Linked DNA regions of Rattus norvegicus: region 2 is linked to region 1. Evidence: chromatin contacts called from public Hi-C data. All regions are on one chromosome and are shown on one strand. Each heading gives the region's core, a stretch centred on a gene start, on an enhancer-like site or on the middle of the called end of the contact. The rest is flanking DNA. Distances are from core to core; before and after follow the strand shown. Region 1 overlaps Caskin1 (CASK interacting protein 1). Region 2 overlaps Pkd1 (polycystin 1, transient receptor potential channel interacting).

Region 1 (6,823 bases), core at 410-2,909:
ACACCTCGTCCTGCCAGTCCAGACCCGGGCAGAGTAGCTACCGTGTTGGCCTCTGTAAAGCACAAAGAGGCCATTGGGCCTGACGGTGAAGTGGTGAACCGGCGCCGTACACTCAGTGGCCCAGTCACTGGACTTTTGGCCACTGCTCGCCGGGGACCTGGGGAACCTGCAGAGCAGAGTCATTTTATGGAGGATGGCACGGCCCGACAACGGCTTCGAGGTCCAGCCAAGGGTGAGGCAGGTGTGGAGGGTCCTCCCCTTGCCCGGGTAGAGGCCAGCGCCACACTCAAGAGGCGCATCCGGGCCAAGCAGAGCCAACAGGAGAATGTCAAGTTCATCCTGACAGAGTCTGACACAGTCAAGCGCAGGCCCAAGGCTAAGGAGCCTGACATTGGGCCTGAGCCACCCCCACCACTGTCCGTGTATCAGAATGGCACAGCCACCATCCGCCGACGGCCAGCCTCAGAGCAGGCTGGGCCCCCAGAGCTGCCCCCTCCTCCTCCACCTGCCGAGCCCCCACCCACTGACCTGATGCCACTGCCTCCACTGCCCCTGCCTGATGGCAGTGCACGGAAGCCGGTGAAGCCACCCGTCTCTCCCAAGCCCATTCTGGCTCAGCCTGTGTCCAAGATCCAGGGCTCACCTACACCTGCCTCCAAGAAGGTGCCACTGCCAGGCCCTGGCAGCCCAGGTAGGTATAGAAAGCCAGCTAAGACAGAGCAAGGGGTCTTAGGACAGGACCCTAGCCTGCTCCCATCTCATAGTCTGGCTTTCCTTTTTGAATTTGATGAAGCCCAGGTGGTGTGAGATAAGACTGTCTGATCTGATAGTTAAGAGCTCTTTAACTATCTACTGTGGGATAACTCTGCCACCCCTGTAGTGGACGTACGTGCCTCTTATTCAGTGAAGGAGGTACAGAAGACCCAGAGTAGTAGCACATAACATATGCAGGAAAACCTAGCCGGAGTACCCTGAGACGGGGGAGGGGAGGTTTCCAGACAGGAGAGCAGTGCAGAAGTACTGAGACAACCATTGCAGCTGGATGCATCAGTCCGCATCTGAAGGAACTTGGGAAGCAGTGACACACTTTGCAGTAGATTCGCATACCCTAGCGGCTGCAGTGAGAATAGGGCGTCTCTCTTGCTGGGTGGAGGGAACGCAGTGAGTGGTAGGTGTGTTGTTATTTCCCGGGTACCAGCGTCGTCCTCCTCCCTGCAGAGGTAAAGCGTGCTCACGGCACGCCACCGCCTGTGTCACCCAAGCCTCCACCGCCACCTACAGCGCCTAAGCCAGCCAAGGCTTTGGCGGGACTGCAGTCCAGCAGCGCCACCCCCTCGCCTGTGCCCTCGCCGGCGCGTCAGCCGCCAGCAGCCCTCATCAAGCCAGCTAGCTCACCGCCCTCGCAGAGCGCCAGCCCCGCCAAGCCCCCTTCCCCAGGGGCACCTGCGCTGCAAGTACCCACCAAGCCCCCTCGCGCTGCCGCTTCAGTGGTCTCCGGACCCCCAGTAGCTTCAGATTGTGCTTCGCCCGGGGACAGTGCTCGGCAGAAGCTGGAAGAGACTAGCGCGTGTTTGGCTGCAGCACTGCAGGCGGTGGAGGAGAAGATCAGGCAGGAAGACGGACAAGGCCCTCGGTAGGTACTTTGATCTGGGGCGGTAGTTCTGGTCCAGCACAGAGTGTGGCTCTTGCTAGTGGACTGGTATGGGTAGGCGGAGCCATCCAGGGTGGTTTAAGAGTGGGTTGCTGTGGAGCCGCCTAGCCCTGAGTAAGGGGGCCTGTGCCATCCCACCCCACTGATGCATGCCTACCCTCAGCCCCTCCTCCATCGAGGAGAAGAGCACTGGCAGCATCCTGGAAGACATCGGCAGCATGTTTGACGACCTGGCCGACCAGCTGGACGCCATGCTGGAGTGAGGCAGCCACCCACGTGGGCCCACCGTACTCCCCGCACTTTGACCTTTACCTCAGGACAGGCACTTCCAAGCGGTGGGTGGGGGCCGAGTGGGCGGGGCACGCCCAGCTCTGCACAAGCACAACTCCTACTCCTGGCCCAGGCTGGTCGTCAGCCCCCTGGCATGGGGGTCGGGGGCGCTCCAAGGGCTCTGAGCAGATGCGCTGCCCGCTGGTGCCCATTCCTATCTGCTGCTCCCTGTGCAACAACTGCTGGGCCCTACCCTTGCAGGCTTTGCTCTGCTGGCGGAGGGCTGCCCCTCCCTTGCCCTAGGCAGACTGAGCACCAAGGGAAGATGAGGGGGGTGGTCCTGTGGCCCTCTCTCCAATCTGGCAGAGCACAGGCCTAGGCCTAGCACAGAACTGCCCATTGGGGAACCTCTGCCAGCTGCTCTGGCACAGCACAAGGGACAGGGGGGCCAAGGTTGGGCTCGCCCCACTGCACCCCAGAATATAAGCTATCAAGAGTATTAATTTATTGGGAATGAGCTGAGGCAAATTTCCCCAGAAAAACAAAAAGATAACTTTAACAAATATATATTTAAAGAGAAGAAATATTATTGATTCTATAGAAACCATTTACCAACAGGAAGGTTACAAGTCCAGCTTGAGACTAAAGCTGTCAGAGGCTGAGGCCACCTGTCTGCCCTTCTCTTTCATCTAGGAGTGGTCTTGCCCCTGGTCACGAGCACACCTGGGAGGCACAATCTGGGGGGTGGCTCTGCCCAGAGCGTCTCCTCTGTTCTTCCAGCTCCCGAGTCTGAAGAATGTGAAGGACGTGCCTTGCTCTCACCGGCTCTCCTCCATGCCACACAGGGCTCGGGAGGGCTTCTTCCTTCTGGGTGTGGCCATGCCCTTGGGGTGCTGGTATAAGGGTATACCCAGTGTGAACCCTGTGTGGGCGTAAGTGCAAGGGCGTGCATGCCAGCCTAGGGGCAGATGTGTGTTTGAGCTGTGTCTGCTCCAGCCTCCCCAAGGCAGCCTCATAAGGCAGCCACCCCGCCCACCCTGAATTCCCATGGACGTTCTGCTCATGGTCTGAGGCTGTGTTGTGTAGTACCTCTCACCTTCTTTTCTTCCCTCCAAAAAATACTGACTGGTCTCCTCTCGTGTTTGCTGATCCACAAGTGTTGGGCATAACATTGACATTTCTTTAAACCCCCTCTCCCCCCAAAAAAGAAAAGAAACCCAAAACAAAACCATAATTGTGGTGTAAGCTGGTGGAGGGGCCAACTAAGGTAGTGTGGACACAGGGCCCCTCCAACTGTCACTCCTGGCGCTTCCTTATCTGAACATGCTGGCCATTTATCAGCCTCCTCTGTGTGGGCAGCCCAGGCTAGGGCTCTAGGAAGTGGGGAGGGGGGTCTGGACAGGGAGCTGCTGTCAGCTGTCAATAAACAGCAGAAACAGAGCTGCTTGGCTCACTCTTTGGGGACATGGGGGGGTGGTGGTGAGGCTCAGCCTAGAGGCCAGGAGCAGAGGAGTGCCAAGTTGCCTCCTGCAGGGAAGGGAAGTCCACCCAGCCTTCCTCCCTCCCATCTTGTGCCTGAGCGTACCAACGTCCTTGGGGCCACATGAATGATGGTCCCAAGATGCTGTCTCCACTCACAACCACAGTCTGTGCAGCTTTTATTTCAACAGGGAAGTAATAAAATCTATATACAGTCTAAAACCAGTAGAAAAGGTGAGTAAAAAGGACCCATGGTCCATCTGGGTCCAGCCAGGGGCGGTGGCACATGCCTTTACTCCCAGCACTTGGGAGGTGGAGGCAGGCAGATCTGTGAGTTTGAGGCCAGCCTGGTTGACAGTGAGTTCCAGGCAAGCCAGAGCTACATAGTGAGACCCTGTCTCAAAACAAAAGTCTATGGAGTGATATGAATGGTGGGGCCGGGCAAGCATCGTACCTGGCGCCCAGAGCAGGGCCTGGGCATTTCTCTGGTAGAAGTAAGAGTGAGGCCTTATGAAAGACCCCGCACTGAGCAGAGGCAGAGAGGACACTGCCTAGCTGTTTGAGCCTGTCTACCTGTCTCCACAGGACAGGCGGACATTCCAAGGCCATCATGGAGGTCCAGCCTGACTTACAGACCCAGAAGGAGTCAAGCCTGGCCTGGATTCTGTTAGCATGTCCAAACCTGCAAAGAAAGAGTTCTATTTCAGATCCCATATGGCCCAAGGATTCCCTTCCAGACGGTCTAAGTCTCCCAGCCCTCTACTGTTAACTGCCCGGGCTACTTGCCCCTCACCCACTCTCCAAGTTCTGTCCCATCCAACTCCTGTCAAGAGCCCAAGCCATAGGTACTTACCTTCACGGTGCTATCCACAGCCCCCGAGAAGAGCCGGCCCCGGGAGACAGCCAGTGCAGTTACACTGCCCTGATGGCGCAGCAGCGTCTGTGTGCAGATCATGTTGTCCATGCTCCAGACCTAGGGGATGAAGGACCATGGGAGATGAGGGCCTACCCTGGCCCAGCCACCTCTGGCCTCTTCCTCCTGGGCAGCACATACCCTGAGGGAGCGGTCATAGGATGCGCTGAAGACTTTGGTCTGGTCTGGTGTTGAAATGACTGCCAGGGCATATACTGTGCCCACATGGCCCGTTAGGGTCCGCACCTGCTCTTTGGATTCAATGTCCCATACCTGAAAGGGGGCAGAGTTAAGTGAGACAGAGACCTAAAACAAGGGCAGGAGAGATGGAGGCCTGCTCTAGGGTAGCCCTTACATGAATGAGGTTCTCATAGGTGCCACAGACAATGTGGTGATTCGTCACAGCAATGGAATACACACTGCCACCAGATGTCTGCAGGACATGGATGCAGTCAAGGGTCCGAATGTCCCAGATCTAGGGGAAAGTGTGTCACTTAATCTCAGGCCAGGCACTTGCTTACCTTGGGCCTCAGGGATCCAGGAGACAGCCTCAGAGCATGGTGGAGGGTAGGGAAAGGGCAGAAGAAGCTCTAGGACACCCTAGGAAGGACAGCAGAGGGCAAGTCCCTGCCACCAGGGGTGGCTTGGCACACCTTGATTGTCTGGTAAGAGCCACTGTACAGATAGCTCTGTGCTGCCACCAAGGCCCGCACCCAGTGGTTGAGGCCTGTGAGTTCCTTCTTCAACTTTAGCTCAGTGCCCACGATGTCCCAGACCTGTAGGGATGGCCATGAGCCTGGGCTAGGATGGATGGCATCCATTGGCCCAGGAGCCCCCTCATGCCCACACATGTCTTGCCTATACCTTGATGGCTTTAAGGGAGCCACTGAAGAGCATGTTATGGGAAGACACCAGTGTGCACACAGGGTTGTCATGGGCCCGGATGGTGTTCACCTTCTGCAGGTTCTGGATGTCCCATACCTGCAGGGGGTGACAAGACTTGGGTTAGTAAGGAAGGAGAGAGCACTGGGCCTTCTCGGCCCCCAACCCCTCACCCTGTGCCCACTCACAATGATGGTGCAGTCTGCAGACCCACTGTACAGTTTGCACCTATGGAAGAAAAGTCAACACAGGGAAGGAAAGTCAACGGGAAGCAGAAGAGGCTACCATCCCCTGATTAGCCCCAGGATCCAACATGGTTTGGTCTCAGGGCTACTGCTGCTCCTTGAGTCCCATTCTCTGTGTGCATAGTTGGACGTGAACAACTAGGCTGGTACATTTGATGGCTGAGCTGAGCGAGTGAGGTCACCTATTCTGAACACCAAGTCCCAGGAAGGCCACCACCACTACTAGTAAAGTACCTAGAATCATCACACCCAGCAAGCCCACAAGACACGACAGAGGACAGCCAGCCTTGGGAAGGGCCTACTGACAGGTTAACCATGTAGCTGCTACAACAATATAACCAGAGTTACACCCAAGGTACAGCTATCCTGGTGACAGCTGAGCTATCCTTCCAGCCACCTAACACTAAGGCAGGGCACCGCTCTGCTGGGAATTCATAGACTGTCACCTAGGTATCCAGGTGTGAGTGTTCCATAGGTGGAAGAGACATAAGCTGCACAGGTCCAAACAGGCTCGAGCCCACAGGGTGGCAGTACAGAACATTCTGGCCCTGCCCTGTAGTCAGTGGGTCATATATTAACACTCACCCCTGGATACAGAGCGCCAGCACAATACCGTCATGACCTTCCAGTGTCTTTTGGCACTTGTAAGTGGTACACGTGTCCCACACCTGCAGAGATCAGGTCAGACCAGGCCCATCAGTTGCAGAAAGGACAGGATAGCAGCCATTAGGAGAGAAGACCCAACCATGGATAGCGAATCTGAGGCTGGCATGCAATGCCCAGCTGAGCCCAACCATGCTGCGGAGCCTGTGGAATAGAACCCCACTCACCTTGATCGTCTTGTCAGAAGAGCCACTGAAGAGCAGGTCACCCATGGAGTAGACACAGAGACACCAGACAGGGCCCTGGTGTCCCACGAAGGTCCCTTTGCACTTGAAGATCTGCTGAGGATCATAGGCTGCAGATGGGAGAAGTTAATGAGGGAACAGTAGGGCCTTGGGGACAGTGTGGGAACAGGGGCGGGCGGGCTATACTCACATCCCAGGATACCCATGTTCAGGCGTGCATTGATATGAGACAGCTCATCCTGCAAGGCCAAGAACAGCAGACAATGGATGGGTAGGACTCACCTGAGCTGTGGTAAAGCCACAGAACCCTAGGCCTTGGGTCAGCTCATAATGGAATACAGATCCTGAAACCCTGAACACTAAGGCAAAGCCTGAGGAGGAACCCCAATCTGTCCTCCTGAGTCTCACCACTGCAGCCAGCACCCACTCACATTCAACATGGATGCATCCCTCCGGAATTCCATGAGGTCCTCACTGAGCTTGCTCTGGTTCTCATCGAGGACATCTGAGCAACAAGAAAAGAAAGGTATTACTC
Region 2 (6,865 bases), core at 4,309-6,808, 90 kb after region 1:
TGGGCCTGACTTGGGAACAGTCCCCGGTGACAAGGCTTTCCAGGACAGGTACACCCACACAGAGCAGGACATCCCTTCCAGGCCTTCCTGGGCTGGCAGCCATGCAGTTGTCTGTGTGTCTCCAGGGCTGGTGGAAGGTCTTCGGAAGAGGCTGCTGCCTACCTGGTGCGCCCCGCTGGCCCATGGGCTCAGCCTACTCTTGGTAGCTGTGGCTGTAGCAGTTTCAGGGTGGATTGGTGCCAGCTTCCCTCCCAGCGTGAGTGTCATGTGGCTTCTCTCAAGCAGCTCCAGCTTCCTGGCCTCATTCCTTGGCTGGGAGCCCCTTAAGGTGAGAGGGCTCCTGGAGGGGAGGGACTGCCGGTTTCATGCCTGCCAGCTGACCGCACTGCCACTGCAGGTCCTGCTGGAAGCGCTCTACTTCTCACTGGTAGCCAAGCGGCTACACCCTGATGAAGATGACACTCTGGTAGAGAGTCCCGCGGTAACGCCTGTAAGTGAGCGTGTGCCCCGGGTGCGGCCCCCACATGGTTTTGCACTCTTCTTGGCAAAGGAGGAAGCCCGCAAGGTCAAGAGGCTCCATGACATGTTAAAGGTAAGCCCTGGCCACCGCAGCACCACCTTGGCTCCCGTTGTTTGCCTTGCTCCTGACCTCCAGTGGACAGTCAGTGTTTTGCACCTCCTGTCCTCCCATTACCTGCTGCCCCCTCTCTGTGCTAATGTACATCTCAGGGTCCTGCCACACCTAGCCTAGAGGGCGCTGGGCACAGCCATTTTATTTTAGTTCACGGCCTGTGTGTGTGTCTTCCCCCAAGAGGAGCATTAGCCATAGGAATGTAGGACTATGCTGCCATTCCTTAACTCAGACTTGACACCCCACCGCCACCCCTGCCGTCCCTGCACCCGCCACTAAAGGTACCCTGCCCTAGCCCTGTGGGATGGGATCAGCTGGTCAGAGCCATCTCTCCCTGTCCCCAGAGCCTCTTGGTGTACATGCTTTTCTTGTTGGTGACGCTGCTGGCCAACTATGGGGATGCTTCTTGCCATGGTCACGCCTATCGCCTGCAGAGTGCCATCAAGCAGGAGCTGGACAGTCAAGCCTTTCTGGCCATCACCCGGTAGGGACATTCAGGACACATACACTTATACACTGGGCCAAGGTGGCACCGATGCCCACCAAGGCCCACTTTTGTTTGGTCTTTAGTCCACCCCACCCTGTAGGGATCATTTGGAAGTGTGTAGAGTCAAGGGTGTCCTACAGTTCATGAGCCACAAATCATCCTGGGTAGCTATGAATGAGTCCTCAGTTGTATGGTTCTCAAGCATGACCTTTATAGACAACAACATGTCACAATGTCATACAACCCCTGTGTGGCCCAGATAAGCAAAAGACTGGACATTCACTGTTTGATGGTTAGAACCAGAAACATGCTAGGCTACCCAGTGGGTAGAGAATTGGAACACTGCTTAGTCTTCTGTGGTACCCAGCAAAATATCAGGATAAAGTTATCTGCCCCAAATCCAGCAGTCCGAGAGTAGGGAACACGGGCCAGCATCATCCCTTCCGGCTGCTACAGCAGCACTTCCTGGACCCTGACAGCCTTGATCTCAGTGATGGACTATTGTTGGCAGGTCTGATGAGTTCTGGCCATGGATGTCACATGTGCTCTTGCCCTACGTCCATGGGAACCAGTCTAGCCCTGAGCTGGGGCCTCCACGGCTACGGCAGGTGCGGCTGCAGGAAGGTGAGCTGGGGATGGTGGTCCATGCTGATCATCCTGCTGCTTCCTTAGCAACCGCAGTTGGGCAGTTTGAACTCTGCTTAACTGGATGGTTTTCCTCCGTTGCTTTTTTTTTTTTTTTTGTTGTTGTTCTTTTTTTCGGAGCTGGGGACCGAACCCAGGGCCTTGCGCTTGCTAGGCAAGCGCTTTACCACTGAGCTAAATCCCCAACCCCCTCTGTTGCTTTTTTATAACATCATAATGTTTGCTGTATGGGAGGCTAAGAGATTTGGGGAGGTCACAGCTCAGGGGCACAACCGAGTTGAACAGTGAGTCACCCATTGGGTTATGTATAGTATGTCCTGAGTCCCAGCCCTCTGCTTTCTAGCATTCTGTCCAGACCCTTCTAGCTCAGAGCACATGTGTTCAGCCACAGGAAGTTTGAGCACCAGTGACTATGGCATTGGCTGGCAGAGTGTGGTGCAAAATGGCTCTGAGACATGGGCTTACTCTGCCCCGGACCTGCTGGGGTGAGTAGAAAAGAGCCTGAAGCCCACCGGGGTAAGGGGAGTTCTCCAGAGGATCTTCTGGCCCCCTCGGGGCCTATCAGTTACTCTCAAAACTAGAGAGTTTCCAACCCTGCCCTGTCTCCACAGCGCCTGGTACTGGGGCTACTGTGCAGTGTATGACAGTGGGGGCTACATACAGGAGTTAGGACTAAGTCTGGAGGAGAGCCGTGCCCGGCTGGGTTTCCTGCAGCTGCACAACTGGCTTGACAGCAGGTGGGTGCTGAGTGGGGAATGGCAGGCCTCTGAGCCTCACTTCTAGCCAGCTGTCCCCATGCCTAGCCCTGAGTCCTCTGTGCCCCGCCCCCCCCCATGCCCCCTTTGTAACTGGTGATTAAACCATAGCCACTTCCCATCCTGTATCCAATGCTCCTGTACACATGGCCCCTTGTGCTGACAGCATCCTCCATGCAGGAGCCGTGCAGTGTTCGTAGAACTCACCCGCTACAGCCCTGCTGTGGGGCTACATGCTGCTGTTACACTGCGCCTCGAGTTCCCTGTAGCCGGCCATGCACTGGCTGCCTTCAGTGTCCGCCCATTTGCATTACGGCGACTCAGCACCGGCCTGTCTCTGCCACTACTCACCTCGGTATGCCCTTCCCCTTGACATCTCCTGAGAACCCTGATCATGCCCCCATGGGGATCTGAACACTGGACAACACCCTCATGTATCTCCTCTCAACCCTGCTCATGCCCGTCCCAGGTGTGCTTGCTGCTCTTTGCCTTATACTTCTCCGTGGCTGAGGTGCATACCTGGCGCAGAGAGGGGTGTGCACGCACAGCAAGGCCTGAGGCCTGGGCGCGGTGGCTTCTGGTGATGTTGACGGCAGCCACAGGACTGGTACGCCTGGCCCAGCTGGGCATTGCTGACCGCCAATGGACCCGTTTTGTGCACGACCATCCACACCACTTCACTAGCTTTGACCAAGTGGCTCAGCTGGGCTCTGTGGCTCGTGGACTGGCAGCTTCACTTCTCTTCCTGCTTTTGGTCAAGGTGAGGGCAAGAGGTGCAGCCTGGTGCATGACTAGGACCGGACTCCATGGCCTGGGGAAAGCTGACAAACTACCTCCTGTCCACAGGCTGCCCAGCAGCTGCGGTTTGTGCGCCAGTGGTCTGTTTTTGGCAAGACATTGTGTCGGGCGCTGCCAGAGCTCATGGGAGCCACCTTGGGCCTGGTCCTGCTTGGCGTGGCCTATGCACAGATGGCCATCCTGGTAGGTTGCTGCTGTGGGGTAGCAGGAAAGGGCTTCCCCAAGGGCGTGCCTTTATCTGTGTCTCTTTCCCGTAGCTTATTTCCTCTGGTGCAGATACTCTCTACAGCATGGCCCGAGCCTTCCTGGTACTGTGCCCTGGGGCGAGGGTCCCCACTCTGTGCCCTTCTGAGTCCTGGTACCTGTCCCCACTGCTGTGTGTGGGGCTCTGGGCTCTGCGAGTGTGGGGTGCCCTGAGGTTAGGGGCTGTCCTCCTGCGTTGGCGGTACCATGCCTTGCGTGGGGAGCTTTACCGCCCAGCGTGGGAGCCCCAGGACTATGAGATGGTGGAGCTTTTCCTGCGTAGGCTTCGGCTCTGGATGGGCTTCAGCAAGGTCAAGGAGGTGGGTACGGCCCAGTGGGGGGGAGAGGGACACACCCTGGGTCTCGCGAGCCCAGGGTGCAGCCGGACTGACCGAGCCCCTGTGCCGCCCCCAGTTCCGCCACAAAGTCCGCTTTGAAGGAATGGATCCACTGCCTTCCCGCTCATCCAGGGGTTCCAAGTCATCCCCAGTTGTGCCTCCACCCAGCGCAGGTTCAGAAGCTTCACACCCTTCCACCTCATCCAGCCAGCCAGATGGGCTGAGTGCTGGCTTAGGCCGCTCAGCACTGAGGCTGGAACCAGAGCCCTCACGCCTACATGCTGTGTTTGAAAGCCTGCTTGTCCAATTTGACCGACTCAACCAGGCCACAGAGGATGTCTACCAGCTGGAGCAACAACTCCAGAGCCTTCGAGGCCATGGGCACAGCGGACCTCCTTCCTCGCCCTCCCCTGGTGGCTTCCCAGCCTCTCAGCCAGCTTTGCCCAGCCGCCTTGCTCGGGCCAGTCAGGGGCCAGATCAGACTACAGGCCCTAGCAGGGTGTCCCTGTGGCCTAATAACAAGGTCCACCCCAGCAGCACTTAGTCCCTAGGGGTCTTGCCATTCCTTTCCCTGGGAGTGCCTGGAGCTTACACTGGCCTCTCAGAGCCAGGGTGGACACCACTCAGTATTACCTTCTGCTGCCCTCTAGGTTGGGCTAGGCAGAGCAGCTGCACACCAGTTCTTCCGGGTACAGGTGTTGCTGCCTTCCTTACCTGCCCACCTATGGGGCTTCAGCACTTTAAAAAGGCTGTATGGCCAGCCAGGACCCAGGGTCCCCTCCGCACAGGAGGACACAGCAGTATTGGACCAAGTGAGTACCCAGCCTCCAAGATGCTAATTTATTTCCCCCGAGTCCTCAGGTTCAGCGGGCTGCGCCCAGCTCTACCCCTAGGCGGCCATCTCCTCTTGCTAAAATCTAAGCTCGAGGGAGGGCTAGGCTACACTTCTCCTTTATCCGTCCCCTAAGTTATTACCACCTCTCCTGTTTCCGCAGCATCCTTGCCCTCTAGTTCCCACCTGCTTCCTATGTCCACCATCAATAATTTATATGGGGTTAAAATGTATATATTTTTGTATGTCAGTATTTTCTACTTGGGCTGAAAATGGGTCCACTGTTACCCAGGGCAGGGGTGCGGGGAGCTGCAGCTATTACTGGATCCGAGTCTGGCCTTGGGCAGGCGCTGGACAGCAATTGGGGCCACCATGGCCTTGTTTCCCTCCCTTGTCTGGGGCCAGGCAGCACGCAGATCTGCTGGTCTCAGATCTGAGCAAGGGCAGGACTACTATGGGATGAAAGATGCCAAGAAGTTATTGGACAAGCCCACCAATGGGGCTGGCCCCATGGCGGGGGGAGGGGGGGAGAATGTATGCAATGGCACCTGCCTGCCTCTGTGGGCTCAGCTGCAGCTCTAGCCTTGATTCTGCTCCAGCCCCAAACAGACAAGACAAAGTCAAATAAAGAAGCTGTCTGACTGCTGTCTGTGCTGCTCTCTGAACTCCAAGGGCCAGATGGGCACGGGCAGTTTTATTTCATGTAAGAGTACAGTCAGGAGGTGTCATTCAGGGAAGGGCCAGGTGCATGGCCACGGGACTCCAGTTGTGGCTCTGGTGGCCTCACACAAACTCTGTGAAGTCATCCACAGAGGAAATGAGGCGTTTCCGCTGGCCTGTCTCGTAGGTGGGTGTAGCCTCCGTAGGGGCTTGAGCTGGGACTTTGGTATGGGCTGGAGGGTGCATCAGAGGCAAGCTTGGGTTTGAATAGTGCACTTCTTCACGGATCTAGAGAGAGAGAAAGCTTTGGCAGTGAGCCCAGAAGTTCTGTTCCAACAAGATTCAGACGTCACATCTCAGAAGCCCTGTCCTTCCTACCCGCTGACGGAGACGCTTAATGTGGCGGAGTCTTGCGATCCACTTGGAGGGATAGATGTCCGTGGGGTTGGATCGGCTGTGGTGTACCTGTGAGGCCATCTGGAGAGGACAGAGTATGGCCATAGTGAGCTCCACCGAGGAGCACCACACTACCATCTCCCCAGGCTGCAGCCACTACTCACATTTGCATGCAGGGCCATCTGTCGGGCCACAAAGGACAGGTTGCGGTCAGACACAATCTTGGCCACACTGGTGTCCACAAGGCCCTCCATGTCTGTGGAGACACACTGCTCATACCTGACTCAGGCCAAAACTGCCACCCTACCCAGCCTGGGCCTCACCTTTCCTGCACTGCAGGGTCAACAGGTTGCATTTATAGTCCAGCGGTGTGATGATCACATGGACGAAGTTGAACTGGCCCTGCCCAGACGAGAGGAAAATCCTCCTGGTATGAGCATGCGCTAAAGGCAGGCCCTCTGCTCTGCTGTGTCGAGGATTGTCACCTCAGCAAGGCAGCATTTGTCCACCTACCTTTGTCTCCATCTCTGGCTAAACAACCTACTCTCCATCTGGGCCCTAACAGATTTGTTTATGTTTAGCTTAAAACATACAACCTGTCTTACAGGCTGCCTGGCACCCCGAAGTACTCCCGACACACATACACAGACATAAGAGACAAAGCTGAGGCTATTCTCCTGGGATGACATTGCCCATGAGCCCCTGTACACTGGCTTCCCAAAGCCTTGCCTCACCTCCCCTAGCTGTGATACAGTGCAGACCCAACAAGGACCCTTAAAAGCCACTGTAAGCAGACTGCACACACTGTACACAGCCCAGGACATATTCACCTAGTTAGGCTTGAGGGCCACAGCTCATCCTATATATGAAGAAAGGTTTTGTGATCATGTCTCCTGTGTCTCTGATAGCCTGTCCCAGTACATGGGGCTCCCAGATCCTACCCTCTCCCAAGACAACACTCAAGGCCACTTCTAGATATACCAGCGAGCATTTTGTAGATGGCCTGGGCTGCTGATCAGCCTGGTGATGGGAGTGGCAGAGCTCAGCCATTGCCTTGGTACCCAGCACATGGAGATCTCA

The links. A called contact is a pair of places that touch in the nucleus more often than the background predicts.
Region 2: a Hi-C map of frontal cortex shows a contact between it and region 1, with 2.4 times the contacts expected there. The contact joins two enhancer-like sites. A contact is called at or near these places in 3 of 12 Hi-C or Micro-C datasets (frontal cortex, liver and prefrontal cortex).

Annotation. Positions count from the first base shown.
Region 1 is chr10:14,034,567-14,041,389 of GRCr8, forward strand. It overlaps Caskin1 (CASK interacting protein 1), which reads left to right. Exons shown (of 20, transcript NM_080690.2): 18 at 1-691; 19 at 1,219-1,633; 20 at 1,815-3,361. The coding sequence ends at 1,914. It overlaps Traf7 (TNF receptor associated factor 7), which reads right to left. Exons shown (of 21, transcript NM_001415153.1): 11 at 6,720-6,793; 12 at 6,479-6,527; 13 at 6,271-6,398; 14 at 6,026-6,108; 15 at 5,384-5,423; 16 at 5,178-5,294; 17 at 4,967-5,089; 18 at 4,669-4,788; 19 at 4,455-4,586; 20 at 4,254-4,373; 21 at 3,551-4,082. The coding sequence ends at 4,068. Among named protein-coding and RNA genes, the nearest start is that of Traf7, 19 kb to the right of the region's middle. Within about 2 kb of position 1,660, at least 38 of the 93 cell types and tissues checked have an H3K27ac peak or open chromatin away from gene starts, as enhancers often do.
Region 2 is chr10:14,120,308-14,127,172 of GRCr8, forward strand. Pkd1 (polycystin 1, transient receptor potential channel interacting) reads left to right here. Exons shown (of 46, transcript NM_001414013.1): 35 at 1-48; 36 at 126-328; 37 at 398-592; 38 at 976-1,115; 39 at 1,630-1,742; 40 at 2,107-2,248; 41 at 2,375-2,500; 42 at 2,699-2,873; 43 at 2,988-3,278; 44 at 3,365-3,499; 45 at 3,574-3,879; 46 at 3,974-5,375. The coding sequence ends at 4,441. Tsc2 (TSC complex subunit 2) reads right to left here. Exons shown (of 42, transcript NM_012680.3): 39 at 6,109-6,187; 40 at 5,950-6,041; 41 at 5,768-5,866; 42 at 5,373-5,677. The coding sequence ends at 5,513. Among named protein-coding and RNA genes, the nearest start is that of Tsc2, 36 kb to the right of the region's middle. Within about 2 kb of position 5,559, at least 7 of the 93 cell types and tissues checked have an H3K27ac peak or open chromatin away from gene starts, as enhancers often do.